Linked DNA regions of Sus scrofa: region 2 is linked to region 1. Evidence: chromatin contacts called from public HiChIP or PLAC-seq data. All regions are on one chromosome and are shown on one strand. Each heading gives the region's core, a stretch centred on a gene start, on an enhancer-like site or on the middle of the called end of the contact. The rest is flanking DNA. Distances are from core to core; before and after follow the strand shown.

Evidence for each region. HiChIP or PLAC-seq counts read pairs in DNA pulled down with a chosen protein or histone mark.
Region 2: a contact with region 1 is called in an H3K27ac HiChIP or PLAC-seq map of alveolar macrophages. The contact joins two enhancer-like sites. A contact is called at or near these places in 1 of 47 Hi-C or Micro-C datasets (embryonic fibroblasts) and 1 of 2 datasets of contacts at active chromatin or transcription factors (alveolar macrophages).

Annotation. Positions count from the first base shown.
Region 1 is chr6:152,808,328-152,815,793 of Sscrofa11.1, forward strand. The region is part of intron 14 of FGGY (FGGY carbohydrate kinase domain-containing protein); the gene reads right to left. Among named protein-coding and RNA genes, the nearest start is that of HOOK1, 100 kb to the left of the region's middle. Within about 2 kb of position 3,399, at least 9 of the 83 cell types and tissues checked have an H3K27ac peak or open chromatin away from gene starts, as enhancers often do. A contact at or near this core is called in alveolar macrophages, where this site is marked.
Region 2 is chr6:153,581,017-153,588,071 of Sscrofa11.1, forward strand. No RefSeq gene overlaps it. Among named protein-coding and RNA genes, the nearest start is that of JUN, 100 kb to the right of the region's middle. Within about 2 kb of position 1,950, at least 16 of the 83 cell types and tissues checked have an H3K27ac peak or open chromatin away from gene starts, as enhancers often do. A contact at or near this core is called in alveolar macrophages, where this site is marked.

The DNA.
Region 1 (7,466 bases), core at 2,149-4,648:
ATTTAACTAAGACACGGCTTGGATCCTGCATTGCTATGGCCCTGGCGGAGGCTGGCGGCAGCAGCTCTGATTAGACCCCTAGCCTGGGAACCTCCATATGCCATGGGAGCGGCCCTAGAAAAGACAGAAAAACAAACAAAACAAACACAAACAAAAGAACGTTGGGTCCTTAATCCGCTGAGCCACAGAGGAACTCTGAGTTCTGGTTGCTTTTAATGATAAATTATAATAATTACATCAGGACATAAGACTGGGCTAGGTCTGTCCAGGGTGTGTTGTCATCCATGGTGGATGGAGCTGTTACTTCTATGGAGCTGTTGCTGCTGCGAGTCTTAGAGAAATCATCTCTCTGGGGCCGTAGGTAACTGAGAAGTTTCAGACTTTGAATTATGATTTTGATGCCCTTATTCTGTGTTGCCTCTTATCACAGACTCCACCAGACTGTGGACTTCACAAAAGCAAAGCTATACTTAGAAAATACTAAAATATGCAATGACTGCTAACCGTAGGCCTCTCTGATGCCAGCAGCTGGGGAAGAGGCTGCATTGACACAATCAGGAAGGCTATCTTCTTGGAAGCCCAGCTCAGGAGTTCCCAACTCTGGATCACCACAGTATCCAACCTCTGGAGACCTACAAAGAATTGTCAGCTTCTTGTTTTGCCATATGAAGACCTTAAAACAACCCCTCACACTACTCACCATTTACTCTGAACATTCTGTCATAACACAAAAGAAGTTTTAGCATTAAAAGGTTAAAAAAAAAAAGAGGTTACCATGATCTCAGAATATAGGGAAATCACTTAAACTGATTATATCTAGCTGTGTTAAAATGTCCATATACTGCCCTGTTTTTTAATTTCTCTTGAACTGGTGAAACTTTGTTAAGGACCTGCAGTGAGGATATGTCACCTGCAGAGTCCCCCGGGGCTCCACACCAGGAAGGGCTCAAGCTTGGGGTCTGGTGATCTGAAATCCCTGTTTTGAAAGTCTTCACTTTATCTCTGAATGTATGCTTTGTGGATGCAGGCTGATGGGACAAGGGAACATGTGCTGGTGGCCCTGAGGCTGCCTTTCCCTTTCCAGGACCAGTTCTTGGCTAACTGCTCCCTGCCTTCTGGCACTTTACTCACAACCCCACTGCTGACCTTGCAGTCCTGGAGGGGCAACAGGGTTACATGGGCGGGGGTGGGGGTGGGAAGAGTAGCCGAATGCACAGGCCAGGTCATGAGACAGGTATCTCAGGGTGGAGCAAGCAGTGGCTCTCCCCACTACTCCCCATTGCTATGGAGAGCTGGGTGGGTAAATGGGAAGCTGGAAACCCTTGGGGGTCCCCTGTCAGCCATGAGTGATTTCCCTGCCCCCGGCCAGGGGCCCACATTTTCATCTTGTACCGTATCCCACCAATTACGTAGCTGGTTTTGCCTGCCATAGCCCTCTGATGAAGTTAAGAACTACCAGACTAGCTGAGGGACCCTTGCCGTGAAATATCTCCTCCACTCCTCTCCTTGTATGTAGATTCTCTGAGTAACGGCCTTGGTTCCCAGACTTCCCAATGGAAGTCAAATGTCCCCAGAGGTTAACACTGGTCTGTTGGAACCATTTCATGCTTGGCCTGGACTCGTGGTTAATTGTCAATCTCATCATCCTCCATGGGAGGGTGGCTCTTCAAGTGTAGAAAGCACTCTTCCACTGTGTGTGTGTGTGTGTGTGTGTGTGTGTGTGTGTGTGTGTACACACTAATCTTACCTTCTCTGGCCTGCTGAACTTGAAAGAGCTTATACTTTGGATTTTCACACAAATCCAGGTTCAGATTCCAACTCTCTTACTTTCTGGCCACGTGGCTTTGACTCAGTGATTTGCCTTCCTAAACTAGTTCCTCATTTGTACATGGAGATGACAGTATCTACCTATCTCACATAGCCTACGTTTAAAAAGTAAAGGTGGTTATAGAATTCAGTTTGTGATCAAGTGAGCAGTTCGCATTTGTCCCTTTCCCCTTCCTCGTCTGCCCCCTGGAGATGAGGACTGATGCTCGGGGAGGCCGTGTCTCACCTGGGAAACCGCCCAACAGGGGCTGAGCCAGGTATCTTCCTGGCTCAGGGGCCTGTCCACTGTTCAAGAGGCAGCACTGCCAAGCAGGAAAAAGTCCTGGGCAGGTGAGCGGCAGTAACTCTAGAAACCCCAGAAGCTGCTTCTCAAGGAGCTAGATTTGGGCCCACAGGACTAGTTAGTTTTGACAGGTGGGCCCACAGGACTAGTTAGTTTTGACAGGTGAGAGGAAATCCTGCAATGGGGGGACAGACCTACAGCGGAAGGTAGAGAGCATCCAGGACAAACATGACCTTCTGCCCATCTTTCCCACATCCGAGCCGTGCCCTTTGGAGAGGCTGACAGAAAGTTTGTAACCGTGATGGAAAGGTTCAGGAGGACAGCATTAGATGTGTTTTAGACTAAGAATTAGGAGGCCTAGATTCTTTTTATTTTCTTTTTTCCCTTTTTTTTAACAGCTGCATTTGGAAGTTCCCAGGCTAGGTGTCCAATTGGAGCTGCAGCTGCCAGCCTATGCCACAGCCACAGCCATGCGGGATCCAAGCCTCATCTGAGACCTAAGCCACAGCTCATGGCAATGACAGATCCTTAACCCACTAGGCCAGGCCAGGGATCGAACCCATATCCTCATGGGTCCTCAGCTGGGTTTTTAACCCACTGAGCCACAATGGGAACTCCAAGAAGCCCAGATCTAGTCTCAGATTTTCTCTCTATAACCTTGGGACTGGCACCTCCCACTTTGGAAGCAAAAGTCTCCATTTTTTAAATGCATTAGATGACTTGTTAAAGTCTATTCCAGCTTTGATACCTCATTTTTAATTAGAATAAGGATGACTATAAAAAATATATATTCTATAAGAAGGTGAGGCATGCCCATTCAACTAGGATGGGTCCCTTCAAAGCAGTGGCTTTAGGAAGGCCTGGCCCTGGTCCAGGGATGTGGGTTTCTTGGGCAGGCCATCTGTTGAGACACCACAATGGCTGGTCAGCTGATGATTCTTGCATCTCTATTCACACCCAAGACACCTCATTCAGATGGGCTGTGACTGACTTTGGGAACAGTAACAGATTCAGCCATTTTCACGCGAACTGTTTTCAACAGTCATCTCCAAACAGAAGAAGCACAGTGGGCTGTGGTGACAAGAATTCCGGGGAGTACTATTTATGGCTGTGTTTTGGTTTACCCTTGGCCTAGTACACAGGGTACAGTTGAAAATGGCCTCAGTTGAAAACACTCTCTTGTCTTTCAGGGCAAAATTTCCAAACTTTTACATGCAGCCTGTAAGCTCCAGGCCTCCTGCCCCCGCCTCCACCTCCTCTGGTCTCTCAGGGAAACAGGGTCACCCCCTCCAACCCTGCTCACGCCTGGCCTCTGAGTCATTCCCAACAGAGGCAGGACATATGTTAATAGCATGTCATTAGGGATTTGGAGTTGGACAGTCCTGGGCTCAAATCCCAGTTCTTCCACTTGTTTGTTGTGCGATCTTAGGCAAATCGCTTAACCTCTCTGACTCTCAGTTTCACTAGGCGAAAATTAAAAATAACAGGACCTACGCAACAGGACTATTTTAAGAATTAAAAAGAGACATATCATTGTAGATAGATCCTGACAGACATCCTTAATAGTGTTTTTCTCTCTGTTCTAATCATTTTGGTTGATTAATAAAAACCGGGCTTGTCAACTAATCTATGGCAAAGGAGGCAAGAACAAACAATGGAGAGAAGACAGTCTCTTCAAGAAGTGGTTCTGGGAAAACTGGACAGCTACATGTAAAAGAATGGAATTAGAACGCTGTCTAACACCACACACAAAAATAAACTCAAAATTGATTAAAGATCTAAATGTTAGACCAGATACTATGAAACTCTTATTAGAGGAAAACAGAGGTAGAACACTTTTTGACATAAATCAATCACAGCAATATTTTTTCAGCTCCACCTCCTAGAGGAATTAAAATAAAAACAAAAATGAATAAATGGGACATAATTAAACTTAAAAGTTTTTGCACAGCAGAGGAAACTATAAATAAAACATAAAGACAACCCACAAAATGGGAGAAAATATCTGCAAACAATGCAACCAACAAGGAAATAATCTCCAAAATATACTACAACTCATGCAGCTCAATATTAAAAAGCTGGAGTTCCCAACATGGTGTAGCAGAAAAGAATCCGACTAGGAACCATGAGGTTGCAGGTTCGATCCCTGGCCTAGCTCAGTGGGTTAAGGGTCTGGCATTGCCGTGAGCTGTGGTGTAGGTTGCAGATGTGGCTCAGATTCTGAGTTGCTGTGGCTGTGGCATAGGCCAGCAGCTATAGCTCCGATTAGATCCCTAGACTGGGAAACTCCACATGCTGTGGGTGCGGCCCTAAAAAGACCAAAAAAAAAAAAAAAAAAATATATATATATATATATATATATATATATACACACACACACACACATATATTAGAAAGCCAACAACACAATCGAAAATAGGCAGAAGATCTAAAAATACATTTCTCCACAGAAGACCTACAGGTGGCAAAATAAATGAAAAGATGTTCCACATCACTAATTACTAGAGAAATGCAAATAAAAACTACAATAAAGTATCAGCTCACACTGGTTAGACTGGCCATCATCAAAATGTCTACAAACAATAAATACTGGAGAGAGTACAGAGTTAAATGGAACCCTCCTACACTACTGGTGCAAACATAAATTGCTATAACCACTATGGAAAACAGTATGGAGGTTCCTTTAAAAAACTAAAAATAGAAATGCCACATGATTCAATAACCCTATTCCTGGGCACATAGCTGGAGAAAACCACAATTTGAAAAGTTACATGCACCCCAATGTTCATAGCAGCACTGTTTACAATAGCCAAGACATGGAAGCAACCTAAATGTCCATTGACAGAGAAAGGGAAGAAGAAGATGTGGTACATATATACAGTGGAATATTACTCACCCATAAAGAAAGAATGAAATAAAGCCATTTACAGCAACATGGATAGACCTAGAGATTATTATACTAAGTCAGACAAAGTTAAATATCATATGATGTCACTTATATATGGATTCGGACAAAACGATACAAATGAACTTATTTTAAAAGGAGACACAGACTCACCATAGAAAACAAACTTATGGTCACCAAAGGAGAAAGGTGAGAGGGAGGGATGGACTGGGGGTTTGGGATTGGCATATGTACACTATTGTACATGGAAGGGATGGTCAAAGGGGACCTTCTATATGGCACAGGGAACTCTACCCAATATTCTGTGATAACCCATAATGGGGAAACACCTGAAAAAGAATGGATGTGTGTATATGTATAACTCAATCACTCTGTTGTACAGTAGAAATTATTGCAACATTGTAAGTCAACAGTATTTCTTTTTTTTTTCTTTTTTTGTCTTTTTATCTTTTTAGGGTTGTACCTGTGGCATATGGAGGTTCTCAGGCTAGGGGTCTAATGAGAGCTGTAGCTGCCGGCCTATGCTACAGCCACAGCAATGCCAGATCTGAGTCACATCTGTGACCTACACCACAGCTCATGGCAACGATGGATCCTTAACCCACTGAGAGAGACCAGGGATCGAACTCGCAACCTCATGGTTCCTGGTCGGATTTGCTTCTGCTGTGCCACAAGGGGAACTCCCAGCTGTATTTCAATAAAACTTAAAAAAAAAAAAAACCAGGCTTCTGCCTCAGTTTCCCTTCTTAAGTTTTGATCTTCTTTCGTCTCATGCTCTAGACCCTGCAGGCTGGGGTGGGCTGGGGCTCTGGCTGTGCTGCCAATCCTCCTCCCCCTGACTGAGGGGAAGAATCTTCCCACTGATAGGCAGGAGATAAGAGTAACAAAAAGTTAACTGTATTAAGCACTTTCTATTTTTTCTGGTTTACCAGCATTGCCTCTTCATAACAAGCATAGACGTAGGCGCAATTACCAGTCCTATTTAACAGATCAGGAAACTAGATGCCGAAAAGATTTAGATCCAAGGTCATAGGGCCAAGGTGACTAGAGGCTTAATTCGTAAAAAGGAATTCTACTAGTACTATCCTCTACTAGAGGATCCAGAGCCTTCTCTTTTCATGACCAGCCTCTCTGCTTTTGAGTGTTGGGTACTCCCTGCATGTTCATGCCTGTCTTTTTCAAAAATCATTACCACAGTAGCACCACTAACTGAATCCCTATACGCCTTACATGCATTACCTCATTTGACCTTCCCAGCAATCTTATGAAGCAGACATTTTCATACCCATTTTACAAATGAGAGAGGCAAGGTTAGAACAGGTATGTTATTCAAAGTCAACTGGCTGTGAGCCAGGACTCGGGTACCATACATTATTTCTTTGTGATTCCTTGATCACTGTACCGTGTGTCAAAGGCCTGATAAATATTAACTCTCATAATGGCCCTACGAGGTAGGTAATACTAATATTCCCATTTTACAGAGAGGGAAACTGAGCCAGAGAGAAATGAGGACATCTATTCCAAGGCTCACAAGTAAAAGTGGCAGAGCTAGATTTTGAACCCAGGTAGTTAGGTGCAAGTGTCTGGGCCCCCAACGTCGAGTGCTGTGTTGCTATAAATGAAGGATGCCGGGGGAGGGGAGGGGAAGAGGAGATGATTTCAAAGTGGAGGAAATTGGAGGACCCATCATGGCTCAAAGGGAATGAATCTGACCAGCATCCATGAGGACTAGTATCCATAAGGGTTTGACCTCTGGCCTTGCTCGGTGGGTTAAGGATCTGATGTTGACATGAGATGTGGTGTAGGTCGCAGATGTGGCTCGGATCCTGTGTTGCTATGGCTGTGGTGTAGACTCAACTGCAACTCCTAGCGCGGGAGTTTACATATGTCGCAGGTGCAGCCCTAAAAAGACAAACAAACAAACAAAAACAAAACAAAACAAAAAACAAATGAGAAGGAATTGTCTCAGGACAGGCAGGAGGCTCAGTGAATCCAGGAACTACCAAAAGCTCCCCACTCACGTGGACGGGAGTAGTCCCCCAGAGCCCTGGCTCCTCTCCTCCAAAAAGGGTCAGCCACCCTGGAGAATTTTCCAGCATTGAGCAATGGTGTAGGTGTTTAGTTTCCTTTAGGCCCATGGAGATGCATCATGAGGAAATTGCCTCAGACTCTGGGGAAAGCTGTGACTCCTCTATGCAGCTACAAAATCCTCAGAAGAGATAGAAGTCAATAGTTTTAAGTGACTGATTACATTTAAATGTGTGTGTGTGGGGGGGAGATCTTTTATCAGGAGGGGCAGAAATAAACATGTATTAAGTAGGCAGAAACAAAGGAGATGTTAAACCCTTAAAACTGTGATTTGTTCCGTTTTACAGAGAAATAAACTAAGGCTCAGAACAGCGAAATGATGTTCCTCAAATCAAGTGCAAGTACAGGAGCCTAGGTGTGGTT
Region 2 (7,055 bases), core at 700-3,199, 770 kb after region 1:
CCTCTCCAACACTACAGGGATTTGGTTTCAAGGTTTGGAGCCTGGCGGGGTGACCTTCTCACGCACCCTGAAGCAGAATACCCAGGCTGGGAGGATGTGTGGGGCCAGGGGCCAGGGACTGGGCAATGCTTGATAAACATGCTGCCATTTAGAATCAGAAAGCCTTGAATTCAAGTCCTGCCTCACCTACTCAGGTTTTTGTGGTCCTGGGTGAGTCAGAGAACCTCTCTGAGCCTTGCTTTCCTCATCACTTCTTTCTACCTACCAAGTTATGCACTGAGTGAAGTAATGAAGGCAGGAGATCTGTAAAATACCCTAAGAATGGGAAACTTCCTTCTTTTCTTTTTCTTTTTCTTTTTTTTAAGGATTGCACTTGCAGCATGTGGAAGTTCTCAGGCGAGGGATCAAAAGGAGCTGAAGCTGCCAGCCTACACCACAGCCACAGCAATGACAGATCCGAGCCACGTCTGCAACCTACATCACAGCTCATGGCCATGCCGGATCCTTAACTCACTGAGGGAGGCCAGGGATCGAATCCACATCCTCATGAATCAGGTTCATTACCACTGAGCCACAATGGGAACTCCAAGAACGGGAAACTTCTAATAGTCGGGGGTTGGCTTTCTTTTTCCTCTGCCTCTTCACGAAGACAGTATTTAGATCGAGGTAGGTAGCTGCTTTTGAATCTATACAAACAGATGTTGCACTGTTTGGAAACATTCTCCAGAAGTCTAGAAATGAAAAGACTCTGTACCCCCAGAGACACCCTGAAAGAGTTCTCTGGTGGAAGAGGGAAGGGGAAGGAGAGAAAGAGGAAGCATTCCATATATCCTAAATATTATGACAGTCACTTTCTTTTTTTTTTTTTTTTTTGTCTTTTTTTTGGTTGTTGTTGCTATTTCTTGGGCCGCTCCCGCGGCATATGGAGGTTCCCAGGCTAGGGGTCCAATCGGAGCTGTAGCCACCGGCCTACGCCAGAGCCACAGCAACGCGGGATCGAGCCGAGTCTGCACCCTACACCACAGCTCACGGCAACGCCGGATCGTTAACCCACTGAGCAAGGGCAGGGATCGAACCCGCAACCTCATGGTTCCTAGTCGGATTCGTTAACCACTGCGCCACGACGGGAACTCCTATGACAGTCACTTTCATACAGAGTGAGGGTGAGGATGATGGTGGCTAACTTTATTGACAGATACAGTTCTGAGTGCCTTATACATATTAACCCCATTTTGCAGAGGAGGAAACTGAAGTACTGAAAAGGCAAAATAAATCAAAGGTCACCCTGCACTGAGGTTCAAGTCCCAGCAGTCTGAGTCCTGGGGCCATGTGTGTGACCATCCCACTGCACTGCTCCCATAGCCCGCAGGCTATTGGATCCTCATGGACCCCATGGGCATCCTTCAGATGGGAAACTGGGGCTCTGAAAGCTGGGTAACTCGCAAGAGGTCACACAAAGAAAGATGGGATGTTTCTTTTGCTCTTCAAAATTACTTCCTTCTTTTTTACTGGTAGAAAGACCATCGAGCATGAGTCCAAATGTAGCTTCCTATTATATCTTTGCTTGAGTCCCCTTTTCCGCGGTGGGTCAGGCAGAAGAAATCTACTAGAAAACCTCTAGAAAAAAGCATCTAGCCCGAGCGTGGCATGTAGCAGAGGGGGCTGGTAGGCCTACTCTCCCAACTTCCTCACCTCTTCTCTTCCTCCGGAAAAGAAATGAGGTCCTTCCGCTTACCAGGATGACAACGCCATTCCCTTTTGTGTCCTGGTTCTGCGTGCTTTTGAACAAGTTCCAGTTTGACTATGATAATCTAAAAATGTGGAACCAGACCTTAACCTTGCAGTCCAGCTCCAGGCTGACCAAGGAGGAAGTGCAATGTCACCTTGTTATTTGACACTACCCTCCTAGTGATACAACCAGAGTTTACATTCTTTCTTTTGGCAGCCACCATACGCTGCTGACTCACGACTCTCTCAGGTCCCAAGTTCCTGTCTATTGCCCTCTCTTCTACTTGGCCTGATGTCTCAAGACTTCTCCCATTGGTGTTATGCTGGGATTCACCAGGGATTCTTGCAGCCAGTAGCTCTCAGACTAGGGGCTAATCTACACCCTCAACTATCAGCCTTCGTCTTTGGATCCTCCAGGGGGATACTCTCTGACTCTGCCAGGGGAACAATGGACAGAGGGATATTTCATATACAGTTAGAGCAGTAAGTGATCGGAAAACATCCCTGGCCAGGAGGGAACACTGCTGTGGTCTTGTGTGGGTTCACTTCCCAGAGTTTGGGAGCCATGATTTATTCATGCATACATGCACATTAAAGTAATGGTGGGGGTAATTCCAAGGGGCGTTGTTGGGAAGACGGTGATAGCTGGGTGGGTGCAGAAGGCTGGAGGGGGGGGGGGGGGCTGATCAACTGGAATCAATGCAGGCCAAAAAAAAAAAAAAAAAAAAAAAAAAAAAAAAAAAAAAAAAAAAAAAAAAAAATGGGTAATCAAGCTGAAATATAGGCCGGATTCAAAGCCACTTAGCACCTTTGTGACTTCAGGCCAAGACCCCACTTTTTTTTTTTTTTTTTTTTTTTGTCTTTTTAGGGCCACACCCACGGCATATGGAGGCTCCCAGGATAGGGGTCGAATTGGAGCTGTAGCCGCTGGCCTATGCCACAGCCACAGCAACACCAAACCTGAGCCGAGTCTGCAACCTGCACCACAGCTCACAGTAACGCGGGATCTTTAACCCCCTGAGCAGGGCCAGGGATGGAACTCACATCCTCATGGATACTAGCCAGATTCGTTTCTGCTGAGCCAAGATGAGAACTCCTAAGACCCAACATTTTAAAGCCTCAGTTTCTCTCTGAAACCTGGAGCAATCGGAGTGCTTACTTCATCATGACGTTGAGAGGATGAAAAAAGAAAGCATCAAAATTTCACTGGCATCAGTATTTCACTGGCACAAAGGGAGGGTTCAGCATTTGTGATGATCTCTGCCTGCCCTTGCTCTCCCATTCAAGCATTTATTCAGTAAGTACTCACCAACAGTCTTGAGAGGGTACAGTGAAAGAAACACAGATACAAGTAAAGGCCTAAGTGCAGGATTGGGCTCTGGTGGATAAAGATGCTTCCAGGGACCAGCCAAATGCTTTACGGGAGATTTGCTCTAGTTCTGGCTTTAGACTGCTGGACACTCCAGCCACTTCAACCCACCCCAATATACACATTATCTTTTCTGCACCATGTGTGAGTTTGAAATTTCTCAGATTACTCTCAAAGTGACCTTGGGCAAATCCCATAACTCATCTCAGCCCCTGGCACATATGTAACAGATATGTGAATATGCACAGCACCCAAGTTTTGTAGTAGAGGTGAGAAGCCAAGCCCGCACTTGGCTGATACCCCAGAACTTTGAGCTGCGTTCCTCCCACCACTCCCTCTGCCTGCCAATCCTCTATTACTATGTGCCAAGCTTGGGCTTGAGGCTAGTTGGTCAACAGACTCATGAGAAGTTAGCCCTGCCCATAGAGAGCTTAAAGTTTGCAGGGGGGATGGAGGGCGCTCAACATGTGCACCTCCAGCCCTAATAGAGAGAGGGCTAAGGACTGTGATGGAATTACGTACAATGCAATGTAGGAATGCCAGGAAGGGCAAATCCCTTCATGGCCCTCAGTTTCTTCATCTGTCAAATGGGTGTAATTCGTTTCCACCTCCCATGAGATGACTTAAGGGAGTTAGTAAATGTGAAAGTATCTGTTGGAAAGTTTAGTTCTGTGCCAGTGTTTCTATTTATTTCCCTATTTCTCCATTAGAAGTCAAGCCTCTGGAGCGCGAGCCTATGTCTTACCCATTCCCCTCTTCCCAGCACATTGACACAGAGCATGGACCAGTCAACAGTGGCTGAATGAACCAACGGAAGAATTTATTATCTGATTTTATTTTCCCAACCTCAGAGAGGTACACCCATCTTATAGGTGGAGAGAAAATACTATACAGGGTTCAACAAGCTGCTTGGCAGCCAATGACTGGAGCCTCTCAGACCTGTTCTGATGACCTTTCTACTAGATTCACAACCCAGGCCACTGGCTTAGGTAGGAAGGTAGGAAGGCACTGCTCTGCTGAACATGACTCACCCTTCTCCTTGGGTCATGGAGCCAATCCCATCAGCCTCTCTGCTGAGTCCTGGGTGGAGGTGAAGCTGGGACTTGAGGAGAAAGCAGAGCTATCCTGCTGGACCGGTGTGCCCAGGGATCCCTCAGGCCACTAAGTACATTGCCTGGGAAATCCCTCATTTGGGGGTGATGATGGGGTGAGTACGCAGATGTCACACTGGGTCCACTCCCCTCTCTTGCAAGAGTGTCTGAAAGGCAACACCTAGCCAGGCGCTGTGCCCAGCTGCCTCTAACTCAGAGGCCTCCCTTCCCCCCCATTTTCAAGGCCAACACCTTGACTCATGCCCTTTTTTTTGGCTGTTCCCACAGCATACAGAAGTTTGGGACCAGGGATCAAACCCAAGCCACAGCAGTGACAATGCCCAATCCATAAACCACTGGGCCACCAGAAAACTCCTGCCAGCCCTGCTTTATTGACCTTCCTCTAAGAAATTAAGTCAATCACACATAATGAATATATTGTGTTTATGTTCAAAAATTTTTTAAAAGCTCCCTAGGAGGTAGGGAATGAAGTCAACATGCCTGGCTTAGCATTCACCTCTCCATCACACCTCAGCCTTCCTTCCCAGTCTCCTTCCTGCCTATGCTCCCCCAGATCCCTCACTTTAGCCCAGTGTATGTGTCATTCTTCCTTAGAGTTGCCTTTTCCCTGTTGTTCTTCTCGACCTGGTAAATACACTTGCTGTCACCTTGAGGGCCCTTCGCTTGTTTCACGCCTCCTTCAAATCTGAGCTTAAAAGCCACCTCCTTTAGAAAGCAGATCCTGATCTCCTCAGCCCCAAAATGATCATATTAATTATGTTTATTGGCCTTTGGGCCAAGTCATAGTGCTTAGTACTTTAATATGCTTTCTTTCATTTGATTCTTCCAACAATCTTACATGGTCATGAACAATAGGATTCCGCTCTTAGAGAAGTGGAAACTGAGACTCAGAAAGAGGAGCTAACCCGCCCACACTCCCAACCTCAAGAGACTGCAAATCTCTACCTGACTCCAAAGGCACTCCACGAGATTACTTCTTATTTAGCACGTTCCTTGTACCTCTTTGGGGCCCTCATCTTCTTGGGTGTTATGTTTTCCTACATAGCTCATCTACTCAATTCTACTGATCTTCGTGAAGACAAGGAACTATTCTTGTACACCTTCAGCTCTCCGTGTTGTGTCTGACTCATATCAGGCAGTGAAACAGAAAGCAAGAGTTAATGAGTGCTTATTGTGTGCAGCCAGCCCTGTGCTAGTTGCCATGCCTTCCCATACACACAGGTACACACACACACACACACTTATTTCAGTATTATTAGTCCCATTTTACAGTGGAAGAAACAGAGTCACAGAGAGGTTAAATAACTTTTCATCACATAAAATACAAAGTTTATTTTTGAGGAGTTCCCACTGTGGCTCAGTAGTATCGAATCTGACTAGTATCTGTAAGGAGACGGGTTCAATCCCTGGCCTCACTCAGTGGGTTAAGGATCCAGCATTACCATGAGCTGTGGTGTAGGCTGGGAGGTACAGCTGATTCGACCCCTAGCCTGGGAACTTCCATATGACATAGGTGCAACCCTAAAAAGACAAAAAAGCTGTTTGAAATAATTGTAATCCTTTGCATATATTTCTTTTTCAAAAATAAAATTCTTCGATTTGAAATATAGACTCATACAAATTTTTGAAGCTTACACATCCTAAGAGGAATTCAACTTGGGCCTTTCTGACTCCAAGGATCATTCCACTATAGCCATCTCATTTTTGACATATTTGGAGGAAATTTTTGATACGTGGTGTTAGGATTAAGGTCAGCTGTATGTGACAGAAATCTCATGGTCCCCGTGAGGTTTAATTCTTTCACACATAAAAGAAGCCCAGAGGGAGGTGATGCCCACCACGGTGGCAAAAGGCCATCCTCTACCTGGGGTTTCCACCTTCTGGCCCAGGCTGGCTGCACCCCCAACAAGACAGAGAAAGAGCAGGAGGGAGGCCATGTCTCCCGCAGTTAAGGCCACTTCCCAGAAGTCTCACGTGCCTCTTCTGCTTACACCCCATCCCGTGGACCAGAACTTAGTTACTCAGCAACATGCAGCCATAACGAAGGCCAGGCAAGGCGACTTCATTTCCAGCAGCCATGAACCCAGCGCAACACCAGAAGCTCTACTGCTAAGGAGGAAGGGGAGAGCAGCTCTGTGGGGACAACCAGCTGTCCCCTGACACAGGTATGAGTGGTTGGCTTTTAGAATGTATTTGCCCCGCTCTCTAAAACTGATTCATGATTGGTAACATGTCATCCTTCTGACATACTCTGGAGCCCTCTGTGGAGAAGATTAATACACACTGAGGAAAGAGAAAGGTACCTGTTCTTCAAAGACCCCCATTTCCAAACCAAATGATCAGTGATCATTCTCTGATGGTCTAGTTGTCTGTTCTTGGGCAAATCAATTCCCCTCCCTAAATCGCGTGACCTTCGGAAAGTCATTTTACCACTGTGAGCCCCTTCTCTACCAGTTAAATGGAGATAAGCTAGAAATAATATCTGCTTCATATAGGGTTGCTGGGCAGCTTAAATGACATCATAAGAAATGTGAGAAATTAATCTTGATAATAGATTATTTAACTCAGTATATCCCAAATAATATCATTTCAACATGCAATCAATTTAAATTGCTAATGGGAATTTAACACTCAGTTTTTCATACTTGAGTTTTTTTTTTTTTTAAATTTTTTAATTGAAATATAGATGACTTACAATGTTTCATGTATGCAGCAAAGTGATCCAGTTATACATATATGTGTATGTGTATATGTGTGTTTGTATATATGTGTATGTATATATGTGTGCATGTGTGTGTATATATGTGTATGTATATATGTGTGTGTGTATATATGTGTGTGTATAT